Regions from separate parts of the Mus musculus genome. Here region 2 is linked to region 1. The links are chromatin contacts, called in public promoter capture Hi-C maps. All regions are on one chromosome and are shown on one strand. The core of a region is the stretch at or near the end of the contact, and the rest is flanking DNA. Distances in the headings are between cores, read along the strand shown.

Region 1 (7,266 bases), core at 2,571-5,070:
GAAGAGGTGTTTAAAAGAAGTAGACTGAACAATACTGAGAAAAACAATTTAAATTATTAAAGTGGGGTTTTCATAGTTCTGGAGAAATGCTCCAATAATGTCAGATTAAAAATATAAATCTACTCTCCTTCCACAGTGTTTTCAGGAGGCTTCTCTTTAAGGCTGACTGTACGTGTTTGCTTATGAATGAGTTTGTTACCTGCAGAAGAGAAACAGCACTGGGCATGCAGAATGCGTTCCCTGCCATTTGTCACTAACTGGGGCTCTCATGTGACTTCTGGTTTGTTAGCTAATTACTTCATAAACATCCCCACTGAAAAGGAGAGGGCATTCAATTTTGTGGTTTTTTTTTTTTTTTTTTGAATTCAAGTGCAAAATGTTCTTGTGGTTGAAAAAGATGGTTCCTTTCTTCTCAATTCATTTTATCCTTCCTCTGCTTCCTGACCCTGTGGGGGTGTTTGTAATACAGAAATTATGACATTAAAATCACTTTCATGTCAGTGGACTTTGATGTCTGTAATAGTAGGTCAAGAGGTCTTGGAGGCAGAATTAGTGAGATGGAGAAACCGGGCGGGGGCAAGTTCTTTAATTCAGTGACCTTCAAGAGGACCCATTCGGCTACAAAACAAGGAACCCAAAGGGGTCATGTGCTGACATGGGAAATAAAAGCATTACATCAGCCCTGTTCCAGAGAAATGCATTGTGAGGCCTGCACATAAGCCACAGAGTGAGATTTAAAGTTTTCTAGTAGTTACACTTTTAAAACATTATGTATGTACACACACAGCACACATACATGCATATGCACACAAACACACACACACACACATGCACACACACATGCATATGCACACAAACACACACGCACACACACGCACGCACGCACACACACACGCAAGCACACGCACACCACATTCCACACGTGAGATCAGGGAACAACCCACAGAGCTAGTTCTCTCCTTTTACCAGGAGGGGCTTGGGGACTGAAGTTAGGTCATGATGCTTGGCAGCCAGTGCCTTTATCAGCTGAGCCGTCTTGTCAACTTAGCTGCATTTAAATAAAGTGATGAAAGGCCTATATGTTTTAATATTAAATTTTACCATGTGATCAAAGTAAAATTATTGCCTTTTCCTGTTCTTTTTGGTACTCAGTCTTTAAAATCTACTTTGCATATTATGTTTAAAGCGCCAGCCATTCAGAGTAACCACAATACAAGTGCTTATTGCAATCAAATGAAGCTTAGCTTAAGGGTACCATATTCTACACTGGAGGTCTGTAAAGTTCAAAGACAATGCTCTCTTGTCCATTGCTGATGGGTGGGATATACACTATTGGTTAGTTTTATGTCAACTAGACACAAGCAAGAGTCATTTGGAAGAGGGACTCTCTGTTGAGAGAATGCCTCCTTCAGATTGCTGTAGGCAAGTCTGTAGTGCCATTTTGCTTTTGATTACTTGATGTGGGTAGTCGATGCTGTGAGGTGTGGGTGTGTGGCATGCCACTTCCAGGCAAGTGGTCCTGAGCTGTAAAGAAGCTCTGAGCAAGCCACGAGGAGGAGGCAAGCACGAGCAGAGATCCACCAAGGCCTCTGCTTCAGCTCCTGCCCCTTCATGATGGGCTGTGATCAAGATGACCAAACGGAAGTAAATCTTTCCCTCCCTAAGCTGCTTTTCGTCATGAGATTTAACCCAGCAATAGAAACCTTTACTATACCCTGCACTCATAATGAATCCCTAAACTCCTAAGGAAAGAAAAAGTAGAAATATATCTATGACAAAACTGTGCAAGGGGTTATTCTCTTGATAAACTGCAGGTTACTGCCCCTACTCCTGTACTTGTTCTTTGGTTTCAGGACTGGCCACAGGTGTGAGAAATTACATTGTTAAGGGGACATACAACTTCATTCAAGGAGCAATATAAAATAAATAACAAATTTCGAGTCATACAAAGGGAAGGGTAAGGGGCTGGGGTGGAGAGATGGCTCATCAGATAAGAGCACTGACTGCTCTTTCAGAGGTCCTGAGATCAGTTCCCAGCAACCACATGTGGCTCCCTATCATCTGTAATGGGATCTGATGCCCTCTTCTGGTGTGTCTGAAGATATATATATACATATATACATATATATACATACACGCACATATATAGATATAATACAATATATATACACATGTATGTATGTATATATATATATATAAATATATAATTTTTTAAAAAGTGGAAGGTAAAATTTCTATCATTTTGGATAGTGCAAAATATTTGTTAACAGACATAAGACAATTTCTCTCCTGAAATCCTATGACTACATTAAATGTGAATTACAAGAAGTCATTTCCCAGCAGTGTTAGCTTGACAATTTAAACACATGTGTTTTCTCACTCTCTCTCCACACACACATGCACACACACTCTCTCTCTCTCTCACAATACACACATGCTTACACACATTCTCTCACACACACATACTTACACACACACTCACACACATACACTCGCACACCACACTACGCTCACATACCCACATGCATGCACCACACACACACACACACACACACACACTCAGCAACAGCTAAAGAATGACTTTAATTTCCAGCAGGGAAAACTCTCAGGCTCAGTGGCTTTGGGGAGTGGGAGCTGCAACCCAGAAATCTTTTCCTGGGAGTAGAATTGTATTAAACGCTGAAATTAACTTTTGTTTATTGAGCATTTCCATGATCATAGCTCAGATCCAGTGGCCACATCATCTTTGAAGCTGCAGATAAGTTCTGTGTCTTATGGTCTTCTGAACTGGGCTTGTTCACGGTGGTAAGTAACGATGTGTGGCTGTTGAGAATGTTTTCCCTTCCTTCCTTCCTTTCTTTTCTTTTTTTTTTTTTCTTTTTTTTGAGCCTCAGAGACTTCATTTGTGTCACAGAAACATTACTGTCTGTCTTCAGAGGTTGTTGTAAAGGTAAAGTGTGACCATGAGAGTGCCATGCCTGAAGCAGACTAGTGCCATCCTCCTGCAGCTTTCTGGAGGATGCTAAGTGAGATTCAGCTGTTCTGGTCAGTGTTTGCTGTAATGCCATGAATAGTAATGTTATCGCCTTGTAACAAAAGACTTTTTGGTGAAAGCAATAACCCAGTGAATGCACTCAGTCTTTTGGTTAGTAACCTAGATGCAGCTTAGAGGAGCACATGGACTTAAGGCAATCATGGCTTCCTCTGGGGCTGGGGGCTCATTTGAAGGTCTAACCAGAGAAGGTCAATTGCTCTCAACTGCTAAGTCATTTCCTCAGCTCCATGATAATAGGCTTTCCTTAAAAAACAGTGTATAATGCCCAAACAATGGAAAATGCATAAAGTTTTGGGGATTTAAAACTCTCCTCAGTGTTCTTAGATCTCAGGATGAAATGTCTTCTCTGCTCCTCCAGTGGCTCCAGGAACTACCATCCTGAGAATCACCCCCCCCAGTTTATTAGAAATGCAGACCTGTTGAGTGGAAGTGAGCTTTATAACGGGGTCGCCAAGCCTGCCTGATACATTTTGGAGTTTGAGAAGCAACGGTCGTATTTCACTGTCAACAATGAAAAAAAGTTTTCTCCTAAGAACCGGTTCTTCAAACTTTTTTCTTCCATCTAGGCTCTGGGGAGATGGTGACTCTCTCATCCCCGCAGGATGCAGGAAGAAAGGGAAACCGGCCGAGAGAAGAGCCGGGGCAGTTAAGAATTCCTCGCAATTTGACCCCTGAGGCAGCAAAAACTGGATCCGCCGGACCTTTGTAACCTGGACCGTGGAGGAGAGCTCAGGCGGCCACATTCAACTGTGAGCGTGCAGAACTTGGCTGAGCTCTCTGGCCTGGGAGGGCGGGGGCGTGGCTGGGCCGGCGAGAGGGCGTGGCCGGCGCCGAGAGGCGGGGTCTGACCGAGGCCGCGGGGCAGCAACGTCGCTGGGCAGCGGAGCGGCGGCCGCGCCATGTGGCTGCTGGGGCCGCTGTGCCTGCTGCTGAGCAGCACTGCGGGTGAGTGGGGGGCGCGTGACGCGCTTCACCGAGCGCCGGGCGCGGGGGCTGCCTCGATCGTCCCTGCTCCGCGCGCGGGCCTGGGCTGCGGGCGTGGGTGTGCGCGAAGGGCGGACCTCGGCGCCGGGCTGGCCGGGACCCCGCGAGGGGCCGCGGCGGGGCGCGCGCCGCGCTATTGTGTGGGCCGGCGCACCGGGTGCTGTTGTCGTGTGTGTGCGCGGGCGGAGCTTTGTGCGGCGCCGGCTCCCTAGAGCCGGGCGGCCGCCCGGATTGGGCGTAGTTCGAGTGTGGCTCTGTGTGCTGGGAACCGAGGAGGGAAAGGAGAGGACTCCACTCTTGATTTCGGGTCTTCCCGGATTCCCTCAGCCTTTAACATACACTTTTCTGCCTCAGTTTCCCATCTACGCTCTCCCCGCATCTGCATCCCAGCTTCCTTTCTCTTCTTCCCTGGACCGTGTCTGGTTTGGGAATAGCGAGATGCAGTAGGGAATGGACATGGAAATCATTCGTTCATCCTGGGAGCAGATCTTTTACTTCTGTCGTCTGTCGAAGATGCCTTAACCTTCAGGGAGCAGGGAAGGAAAAGAGGACCGGGGCTTCCTCTAACGGCCGTTGGTCCCTGCATCTCAGAGCGCGTGCATCCTGAGACCCGCAGGGTCCCTCCCAGACAGAGTGCTGTTCCCAGGAACTTTTCTGCTGATGTGGGCACGCTCCGAATTCCAGCTTGGAGCCCTTCCCCTCTGCCTCTGCCCGCTGGCCACAGCTGTCAGCAGCCCCTCCACAGCTCTGCCCGCCCTTGGCCCCTGATGCTTATTTCTGGGCAGCTGATGCTCACAGAACTTTCTTTACTGAAGATTTCATGCTCTGTGGCCGTATCATTCACACGTCTAATTTATGTCGGATTTTTCCAAATACTTCCAGAAAACTTGGCTGCTGCGTTGTGTTTGTTGTGAGGGAAGTCAAAACCTTTCTGAGCTACCCCTTGCAGATGTCCAGCAACCCTCCCTTCCTAGAAGTTGCAAGTCCTGTGCATCCTCTCAAATGACTGGCCAGCGGGACCTCCCCCTCCCCCATCATCCCCACTCCTCTGAGACTCCATTTAAATGTCTTGTGGGCTTGCTCAGTTTCCAGTGAGGGGTTAGGCTCCTGTGGCTGCTGTAGGTTTTTTTTAAAACCAAGACTGAGGGTTTGTGTTCTGTTTGTCTGGAGTTATGGGGATTGGGGGGAGGGGGTTGTGGAGAAGGAAGGGAGGGCAAAGTGAATTAGGCAGCTATAAGCAGGTGCAAGTTATTTGGAGGTTGTTAGAGCAGGCTCAGTTCCAGGGCATCTCAGACATGAAGATCTGCCCGGATTCACACATTTAATTCACATAGCAATGGCATGTCCCTTGGTAACACCCCAGCTGGCTCCTCTGTGTGTTCTCTGCTTAGGACCAGTGGACACTAATTATCACATCTTCTTGTTGTACTGGGTCGCATGAGTTGAGTTCACAAAAAATTATATGTTTCTCCCTTTCAGCAATGGTTATTTAATATGCCTGTGGACGTATACCATAGAGCAAGGAAGTGCAGTAGTCACCGTGAGCCATAGTTGGGGTAGGGGAGGGACCGCCAGTGTTCCTTGGCTGAAGTTAGCTGTGGCTTTGGATTACTGAACTTGCTTTAGGACCTTTAGGTGGCTTGAAGCCTTTCCCTGTTACACTAAGGATCATCTTTTAAGTGTGAACTATGTCTTGAACCAAGTGTTGTAGGAAACAAGGGTTGGTTGTTGAGCCAACATCTCCCTTCCTAGTCCTCAATCCTTCCCTGAGAAGTTGCTAATACCAGAGAGGTTGTAGAGCCCAGGACTTTGGAAGGTTTCCTGTAGAGGAAACCTGGGCTCTGAGTTGAGTATTAAGTCCAAGACTTGGGCCTTTAAGATTGTGGCTGTTACTATTTTCTCATGTATCCTGTCTGGCAGCGCAGATCACTTCAGAGTTACATCACGTTGTCTGATGCCCCATTTTCTGGCACCTGGATGCTGCACGTGGTGGGCTTAAGTGTGTGAGTCTTTAGATAATTCTAAAGCGGGTGTGAAAATGAGTGGTTGGTTGCTGCATCCTCTCCTTCTCTGGCTAGCTTTTGGTAAGACCCCTGAACATCTCAGGGAAGAGGCTTGGTTTCCCTTCCTCCTACTAGAAGCAGTGTGCCTATTAACCTTTCTTCTTGAAGAATCTGCTTCTCGGCCTGAGCTGTGGGTGGGTTTTGTTTATTTTTTTTTAACTAGTTGAGTAGTTGCAAGTAGTCTAGCCTAGCCTAGCCTAGCCTAGCCCCACCCAACGGGGTAGATGAGACTGCTCAGAAGTACAAATAAACACACCTTGTTCCTTTTCATCTTCAAAGGATTGTCTTTGGGGCTCCCTCCTGGGGTGTGAGGTGGCTTTTGTTTTGGTTTTTGGTTTTCCTGATAGCCCACTAGATCGAGCATTTAATTTCTGTGGAGGAGGAAGCAGATGGAGATTTGAATGGTAGATGGCAAGTTGGTTAATTCCTGGTCTTAAACCCTACCCTATGCAGGGTTAAGTTAGTAGTGGGCTTGTGTGTTGCCACCGCTGTTTGGCTGTTGCTGTTTCTGTTTTGGTTTATTGATGAAGAGTTTCTGTAACCCAGGCTGGCCTCTAACTATTATCCTTGAGCTAGATATGTAGTTGAGGCTATCTTCCTGAAACTTGCTCAAGTACTGAGATTACAGGACCCACCCACCCTATTCCTGTGATGTTGGGAATAAAGGAGGGCTTCACTCTAGCTAGGGAAGTGCCCGTGGCTAAGTGGGGCATTCTTAAGTCCAACAGTTCTGAAACAGTTGAGAATTTTGGATCAGGAAATTATGCGATTTGATGATACTGTATAAAAAAGCCTTGTCCTTTTGCATAGGGAGGTTAGGGGACTCCAGGATGTGTGACCCAAGTCACTACTTGAGATGTCCATCTTGCCACTGAAAACAGCTGACCTTCTCCACTTTTTCCAGAGCTCAGGTAGCAAGGAGCAGGCAGCATGTCATTCCGTGGTTCCCAAGAGACTGATGGCTCTCCAGGGCACCGTGGTGTCAATGGAACCTAGATTCTAACCCAGGCTTTTCTCAGAACCCTTTCCTGGCTTCTCTTGCTAATACCGGCTTGATGGAAATTGCTACCGGGTCTGTTCTGCCAGAGACTTTTGTGATTTTAAAACAACCACCGCAGAGTTTGCCCATGGCCGCCGTTTACTTCTTCAAATCTGTTCATTTTA
Region 2 (7,266 bases), core at 3,502-6,001, 720 kb before region 1:
CTTGCCCTTCATACTTTCACATTTGGTCTGATTTTTTATTTTTCTTTGCTTAAGAAGAGGAGATATATTATCATTCATCAGAAGCCATCAGGCCCTCGTGTTTCTATAAGAACATCTAATCTGCTCATGTGACCAGGCTCCTCTGCAGGCTGCTAAACTGGCCACTTTACAGAGAGTGCTGTCTGAATGAGTTCAGCAATCCTCAAGTTGCCTAAATGGATCTACCTATGAGCTCATGTGGCTTCTGAAACACCCCATAAGCTGTGATGGGAAAAAAGAAGGCAGCAATTGCTCATGCATTTATACAGTGCTTATTTATGGATCATGATAGATAAAGCCAGAGTCTGGAATACGTCAGCTACTGCAATTGATGTATAATCATGTCCCTGAACACAGGCAGTTCATAGGATGGTAAGTGATTGCTCTCTCCACCAAGCAAGACCCCAGAGGCGGGTCCTTATATCTTATTTTTCTTAGTATTCCTAAGCTATGAAAATGGTCTCCTCACCCTCATTTTGAACCCAAATTTCCCAGAGGTAAAGTCACTGATGTTCAGACTTGGGGCTTTCTCAGCCCAAGGCTGATGACTGCATTCTGGCTTCTTTCCAAATCCTGTGATCTCATGACAAGCCCCACCAATTCAAGCTCTTAGTTACAGTTTCCCACATCCATGTTTTGGCATATAAAAGATGACCGATGCAATGCACAACTGATAGCAAACACCTGAAGTAAATTATTTTAAGGATTATTGCTTTTATAGAGGTGCAAAGGAGAAAGAAGATGGATAAGACCCGGTGGCCTATGGTGTGAGTGAGGTGTTTAAAAAGGGGATAACAAGAGACCCAGAGATAATCCAGGAATTCCCAAGGACTAGCCTGACTTAGTCTATTATTGAAAATGAGTCATTTGTGGCACCAGGGCAAGCTGTCTCAACCCCTCACTGAACTATCGGGAAGAGACAGCCAGCCCTTCCCCTATGGGAGAAAAATCCTAATAATAATTTCTACAGAATTTGCATGTCTCTCTGCAGCTTGCAGCGCACTTTCAGTCAGCTCCCCCTTATCTTCTTCCACACACCTTTGGGCAGTATTGTTTACTGAACAAGTGCAAAGCACACCAACAAAGCAGGTCTGAGGTTGTTTTTCTTTCTTTCTTTCTTTCTTTCTTTCTTTCTTTCTTTCTTTCTTTCTTTCTCTCTCTCTCTCTCTTTCTTTCTTTCTTTCTTTCTTCTTTTCTTCCTTTCTTCCTTTCTTTCTTTCTTTCTTTCTTTCTTTCTTTCTTTCTTTCTTTCTTTCTTTCTTTCTTTCTTTCTTTCTGTTTTGTTTGTTTGTTTTTCAGAATCTTTTGTCAAAATGAACTCTCTCATGGTATTCTGATATAAAAAACTGACACACCATGTCATGCAGGCTGAGGGACAAGGGAAGAACATAGCTCACTGTGAATCTTCAGTTTGGCCTCTGTCCTTTTCTGAAGGGCTCCCAAAGGAACCCCGGGGTTCCACAAAACATCCTTCCTAGTAACTACCTATTTCCCTTCTTTCCTCCAAAGCAAGTATGACAAAAATTACTCTTCATTCATAATTCCCCACACTCACTAGGATGTTTAACCCAAGAGGTGGAGGCCTTTATAATTTGAAATAAATGGTCTCTAGGTCTCAAACAACAGAAAGGCCAGCTCTTTCCACCTACTGACAAATTCTAAAGTGCTTCTGTTCAGATGAGGCTGAGAGGTGTCTTCTCCGTCTCAGAAAGGCAGACCGTTGAGTCACACTGCCCTGCCAGGCACAGACTGGCTAGATAGTGGTCCAGTGATTTTTGTAGCCCGATCACTGCTATCGATGTCTTTAAACATACTACCATAAGGCTCTCCCTTATTGAAAAACCCACAATGAAGTTGTGAAGGGGCATAGCACTGTGAATTAACTAAATGCCACTTTTCTGCACTTGCATGTATATAAGACAGTAAACTTAAGTGTGTTTCACACAAAAATCATTTTCAAAACATTAAATGGCTCTCGGCTTTCTATAAGACTAAGTGCAAAGTTCCTTGAAGTTTACAACCTGGCCCCTTCAGAGTTCTCTAGTCATTGTTCTTGCTGCATACATTCAGACTCTTCATCTGATATAATATTCAAGCCATATATATATATGTATATATATATATATATATGTATATATATATATATATATACATATATATGTGTGTGTGTATATATATGTGTATATATATACATATATGTATGTATATATATCATACAAAATACACATGTGTACAAACATACATGCATAGACACATCCAGTGTTTAAGAGATGCAAGGCTTTCAAAGCTGTTCCTTCATTGTCAGTCCTATGAAGTGAACACTACTATTGAACCCGTTTTTGTATTCAGGGAAATGGAGGCATATAAAAGCTCTTTGCCTATCTTGAGGCCATAAAGTAGTAAGCAGCCAGAACAGGACTGAGAGATAGGTACTCTAGTTTTGAATGCCTGTTACTCCTCAACAAGAGAACTCCCTGCGGGGGACCTGTCCCAGCAATGTCTCAAGGATTCATTTTCTTTCCACACCTTGGCCCAAAGTATCATCTTTCTTGAGATGTCACATTAGTGTTTCCAAGAAAATATTGTGACTTCTTTCCTCGGACTGCAGGACTGGTGGCATCCTAAACACACACACACACACACACACATACACACACATACACACACACACACAGAAAGAGACAGAGACAGACAGAGACAGAGACAGACAGAGACAGACAGAGATAGAGACAGACAGAGACAGACAGACAGAGACAGACAGAGACAGACAGACAGAGACAGACAGACAGAGACAGACAGAGACAGACAGAGACAGACAGAGACAGACAGACAGAGACAGACAGAGACAGACAGAGACAGACAGAGACAGACAGAGAGACAGACAGACACAGAGACAGACAGAGACAGACAGACAGAGACAGACAGAGACAGACAGAGACAGACAGAGACAGACAGAGACAGACAGAGATCCTTCTCAGCAGATCACTTTCAGAAAACCCAAGCTTCATATGCAACCTTCAGAAGATGAATTCCCTTATGTAAAATGGCTCAGTATTTACATATAACCCACACATATTCTTCTAATCGCTGCTGCATATTTGTAGTACCTAACAAAGTGGAATGTCGTGTATTATATATGTGATACATAGCAGTTAAGTTGTGTGGTTCACAAAATAGTCAAAAGCAAAAAGCTTGTAGATACTCGGAACAAATGCAATTCTTACGAATACTTTTAGTCTATACACAGAAAAAGCTGGCTGAAAAATAAAATGATTATTTTTAATCATTTTAACAGTTATTAATTGTGTGTATGTGGCAGGCCTGTGACAGGTAGAGGACAACTTGCCTAAGGCACCATGTGGGTTCCAAGGATCTAACTTGTCCCATGCTTGGCAGCAAGCACTTTATCACTGTGCCATCTTCCCAGTCCTAGCTGTAGTTTGCAGTATATTTTATACTGCAGCAGCCACTGGCTTGTGTGGGAGCTAGTGCCTAGACCAAACCAGGATTGCTTCTCTTGAAACCCTCTGGCACTCATTACGTGCTTGATGAATAAATGGATGGACAGGTGGCTGTGTACATTTCTCTCACTTTCTCAGTTTCTTTCAGTAAATCCCAAAATATCATTTTCCTTCAGAAATTCTGGCATGATTCATTCCGGGTCCTGCCCTGGCCATGCCTTCTGTGTTTCTCATTCAGCAAGAAGTCCACTCAGATTTAGTTCACATTAAAAATAAACAGAGCTTTTGATATCCAAATTGCAACTTGCAGGGTATTAGAGAAGATAGGGAATTGCAATTTTACATACGATTTTCCCCGATTTTCAGCCTTGAGATTTCTCCCTTGAAGACTATGGCAAATGTGCATCCCTCTTTGAAATGTATCAAGATGTAAAGGGGAATTTGAATGTATTAAAGTTTGCAGCAAAGAGAATATAAAATGTAAACAAGAAAGAACAGTTAAATGTGTGAGTGGATATGGGGATGGGTAGAATGAGAGACGGGAACCATGTATGTGCGTCGGGATGGATAGGAAATATGATGAACAGATATGAGCTGAGGAGGGGTGTGAAAAGGATTGAAAAGTTGTGCAGGTGGGCGAATACAAGAATTGGTGGGCAGGTGTAGTATGGCTAGATTAGTGCATTTGCAGAAGGAAGATGGGTGGACAGAGGAATGGATGGGTGGATTGTGAGTCCGAGAAGGATTTAAGAAATTGGTAGATATTTTGAGAGCATGAATGAAATGTGTTGAGCACCCTTGGGTTTTCCCCGGATCAAAGATCAGATGAGCGGTTTGGACTTCTCTCAGAGGGAAAGAGGAAAGAACACTCCCACAAGTTCCCCACTTTTCAGTCCCCACCCTGGCCAGGAAAGCACTCTCCACTAGGATGGATCTCTCCCTCTCCCTCTCTCTCTCTCTCTCTCTCTCTCTCTCTCTCTCTCCCTTCAGCCTCTTTCTTTCTTCAGTTCCTCCCTAAGATAAGTCCAGCTTCCTCAGCTTCCTGGGAAAACCAGTCTTTCCCTAGCCAGGTTCCCAAGTTTAGTGGCAAAGGAGAAACTGGAAGATTTAACTGAGAGGGGCGAGGTCTTAGAACTCAGTCATTCTCCTTGTCCCAGGCAGCGCTTCTCATAGGCTGGTAGGCTGGGCCAGGGTAGGAAGCCTGTGGAGTGGCCCTGGAGAACGTGGGCGCACGGGGGCTGGGGGGGGGAGGGGGGCGGCCATTCTCTTCTGTCCAAGAGAGCAGGGCAGGAGTGCAGGGGCAGTAGCGAAAGCAGGCTGGTGTGTCTTTAAACTTCCGTTGGCTGCTTAGTCACAGCCCCCTCGCTTTGGGTGTGTCCTTCGCGCGCTCCCTCCCTCTTAGGTCACTCACTCTTTCAAAGCCTGGAATAAAAACCACAGCCAACTTCCGAAGCGGTCTCATTGCCCAGCAGCCCCCAGCCAGTGACAGGTTCCATTCACCCTCGTTGCCCTTCTCCCCACGACCCTTTTCCAGAGGCGACTAGATCCCTCCGTTTCATCCAGCACGCCATGGACAAGTTTTGGTGGCACACAGCTTGGGGACTTTGCCTCTTGCAGTTGAGCCTGGCACATCCACATCAGCAGATCGGTGAGTGGCCCGCCACCGCGCCTGAGGACTCCAGCTGGATGCCTCTGGGTTGAATCGCCCTGGGGAGGGACTGTAGTGAATTGGGCTAGCAAAGCAAAGCTGGGATTTGGGGCTATGCTATTGGAAAGAGTTTACGCCTGGGAAGTGCTGCTTTGGTGAAAGGAAAAGAGAAAGGGAGAAGAAAGTTTGCTGGGCAAGTTGCCCGCAGATTTTGGGCGAGGTCCCCATGCTTGCTGGAGCACATGGCTCAAAAGTAACTGTACTCTTGGATGCCCGCAGCCTCTGTCCCGACTAACAGGCTCTGGTGCTCAAGGGCTCCCCAAGCCTGGCTAACTGTGGCTAGGCAGGTAGAGGCAGACACTGGAACAGACCTGTAGAGCACTCCCCAAGGTGTGCACATAGCTACAGGCCAGAGATTGGGCAATGAGCTTTTCAGAAAGGAGCCTTGAAAAGCTGAAGACAGTGGGTCCCAGCTTTGACTAGTTTTCGGGGCTCTTAAAGTCAGCTTTGGTCACCAACGGCTTTATTTTAGCTTGTGGGAGTTTGAACTGGTTTGTGTGAGGCTCTGAGTGGCCTAAAGGTTCCAACATGGACCAAGGAGGACACATAACCGGAGCAATAATTCGACCAGCCGCGCAGTGCTTGCAGTCTAGGCAAAGTCAAACAGCAACAGGGTTCATATTTGCTGCCTGGCAGCCTCAGAGCAGGAGGGGACCTGTATCAGGGTAACCTGTGAACTTTAGCGCAGTCCCTAATATCCCATCTAAATGTGGTTGGTGACTTTGGTGGCTGTGGAGAGGAGGAGCTTGGGCCAAATATCCAGTATGGCTCATTTTCAAGCGTCCCCCCTCCTTTATCTATATATGAACAGATAATTCCACGAAGGCTTTGGTTATCATCAGCATAGTTAAATTTTCTTTGAAGAAGTGCCAGCTAGGTCATTAAGTCAGCTCAGACTTCAGTGAGTTCCTCTCAACAAGAATTACTAAATCCAGTTCTGGGGGTAAGGGGTGCCAAACTGGGTTTTTTTTTCTTTTTAGACATGGTACGTTGGGATTAGAAAATCGCACCTCCATTGTTGAATGTTAAATTTTGAATGCTGATGCAGAAGTAATGCAAATAATAATTGCAGTAGGACACTATTGGCCATTTGTGTGTGTGTTCTTTGCTGTGCTATGTTAGGTAATTCACATAAGCTATCTCATTTTATCCTCATGGTGATTTGGTGACAAATGCTCCCCCCAACACCTTACCAGTAGGGAAACAGAGGCTCAGAGAGGTTAGGTGACTTCCCCTAGTCACACAGCAAGGAGTGGGGCTGGGTGTGAACTTGGGTTCATTAAGTTCCCTAGCTTAGACTGCCATGGGATATCTAAAAGCAAGTGCTAGACAAAGTTGAAAAGACCTTCAGGGACAGTAACAGTCTAGCCAGCAGAGGCTGCAGTGGAGGCTCCCATAGGGAGCCAGAGCTCCTAGGATCCATTGGAAGGCAGAAACATTCAGGATGGATGAGGGAAGGACAGAGAGAGCCTGGACCTGACCTCAGAGGACAGGAGGAAGGTTGGCACACTGCTCCCACCTTTGTTGGGGCTGAGGAGCCGAACTCCCACATTTTCCTGGCCTGTCTCCCGGCTATTCTAAAAGGTCTACTCCCAGATACCTGTTGCCCTTCCAACCCCCCCTGGAGTCAGGTTCTGAGGCCAGCAGGCTCTCTTCTGCCTTGGGGTTTCTACCTTCTTGTTGTACAGTGTGGCTCCAGGACAAGTAGAGCTGGTGCCAGTAGCAGCAGCTCCATGGACCCTGGCTTTCACGCCCTTGTAAAGCCGATGAAGGAACTGAGACTCTGAAATGAGATGTGACTTAGCACAGGATGTGTGTGAAAGAGAAAGGGGAGGGAGAAGAGAGGCATCATGGTTGCCCCATTCTGGGAGTGACTGGTTTGGGAAGATGATGAGGAAGCACTGAGACCAGCAAAGTTGCTGGTGGTGGGGCTGAGGGTGGGGAGGGTGGGGAATGGAGGTGGAGGGGCGTTGGGGAGGGGTGGCGTAAGAGGAGGAAGCATCCATCACTGTGCTGGCAGTCAAACGGTAGAGAAGTGGTGGAGGCCTAAAGCAACTT

Evidence for each region. Promoter capture Hi-C pulls out the DNA fragments that hold promoters and counts their contacts.
Region 2: a promoter capture Hi-C map of pre-B cells shows a contact between it and region 1, with 2.1 times the contacts expected there. The contact joins the promoter of Cd44 here to the promoter of Ldlrad3 in region 1. A contact is called at or near these places in 1 of 39 promoter capture datasets (pre-B cells) and 1 of 115 datasets of contacts at active chromatin or transcription factors (pancreatic cancer cells).

What each region holds. Positions count from the first base shown.
Region 1 is chr2:102,183,014-102,190,279 of GRCm38.p6, reverse strand. Ldlrad3 (low density lipoprotein receptor class A domain containing 3) reads left to right here and starts at 3,820. Exons shown (of 6, transcript NM_178886.3): 1 at 3,820-4,000. The coding sequence starts at 3,955.
Region 2 is chr2:102,899,150-102,906,415 of GRCm38.p6, reverse strand. Cd44 (CD44 antigen) reads left to right here and starts at 4,751. Exons shown (of 9, transcript NM_001039151.1): 1 at 4,751-5,148. The coding sequence starts at 5,070.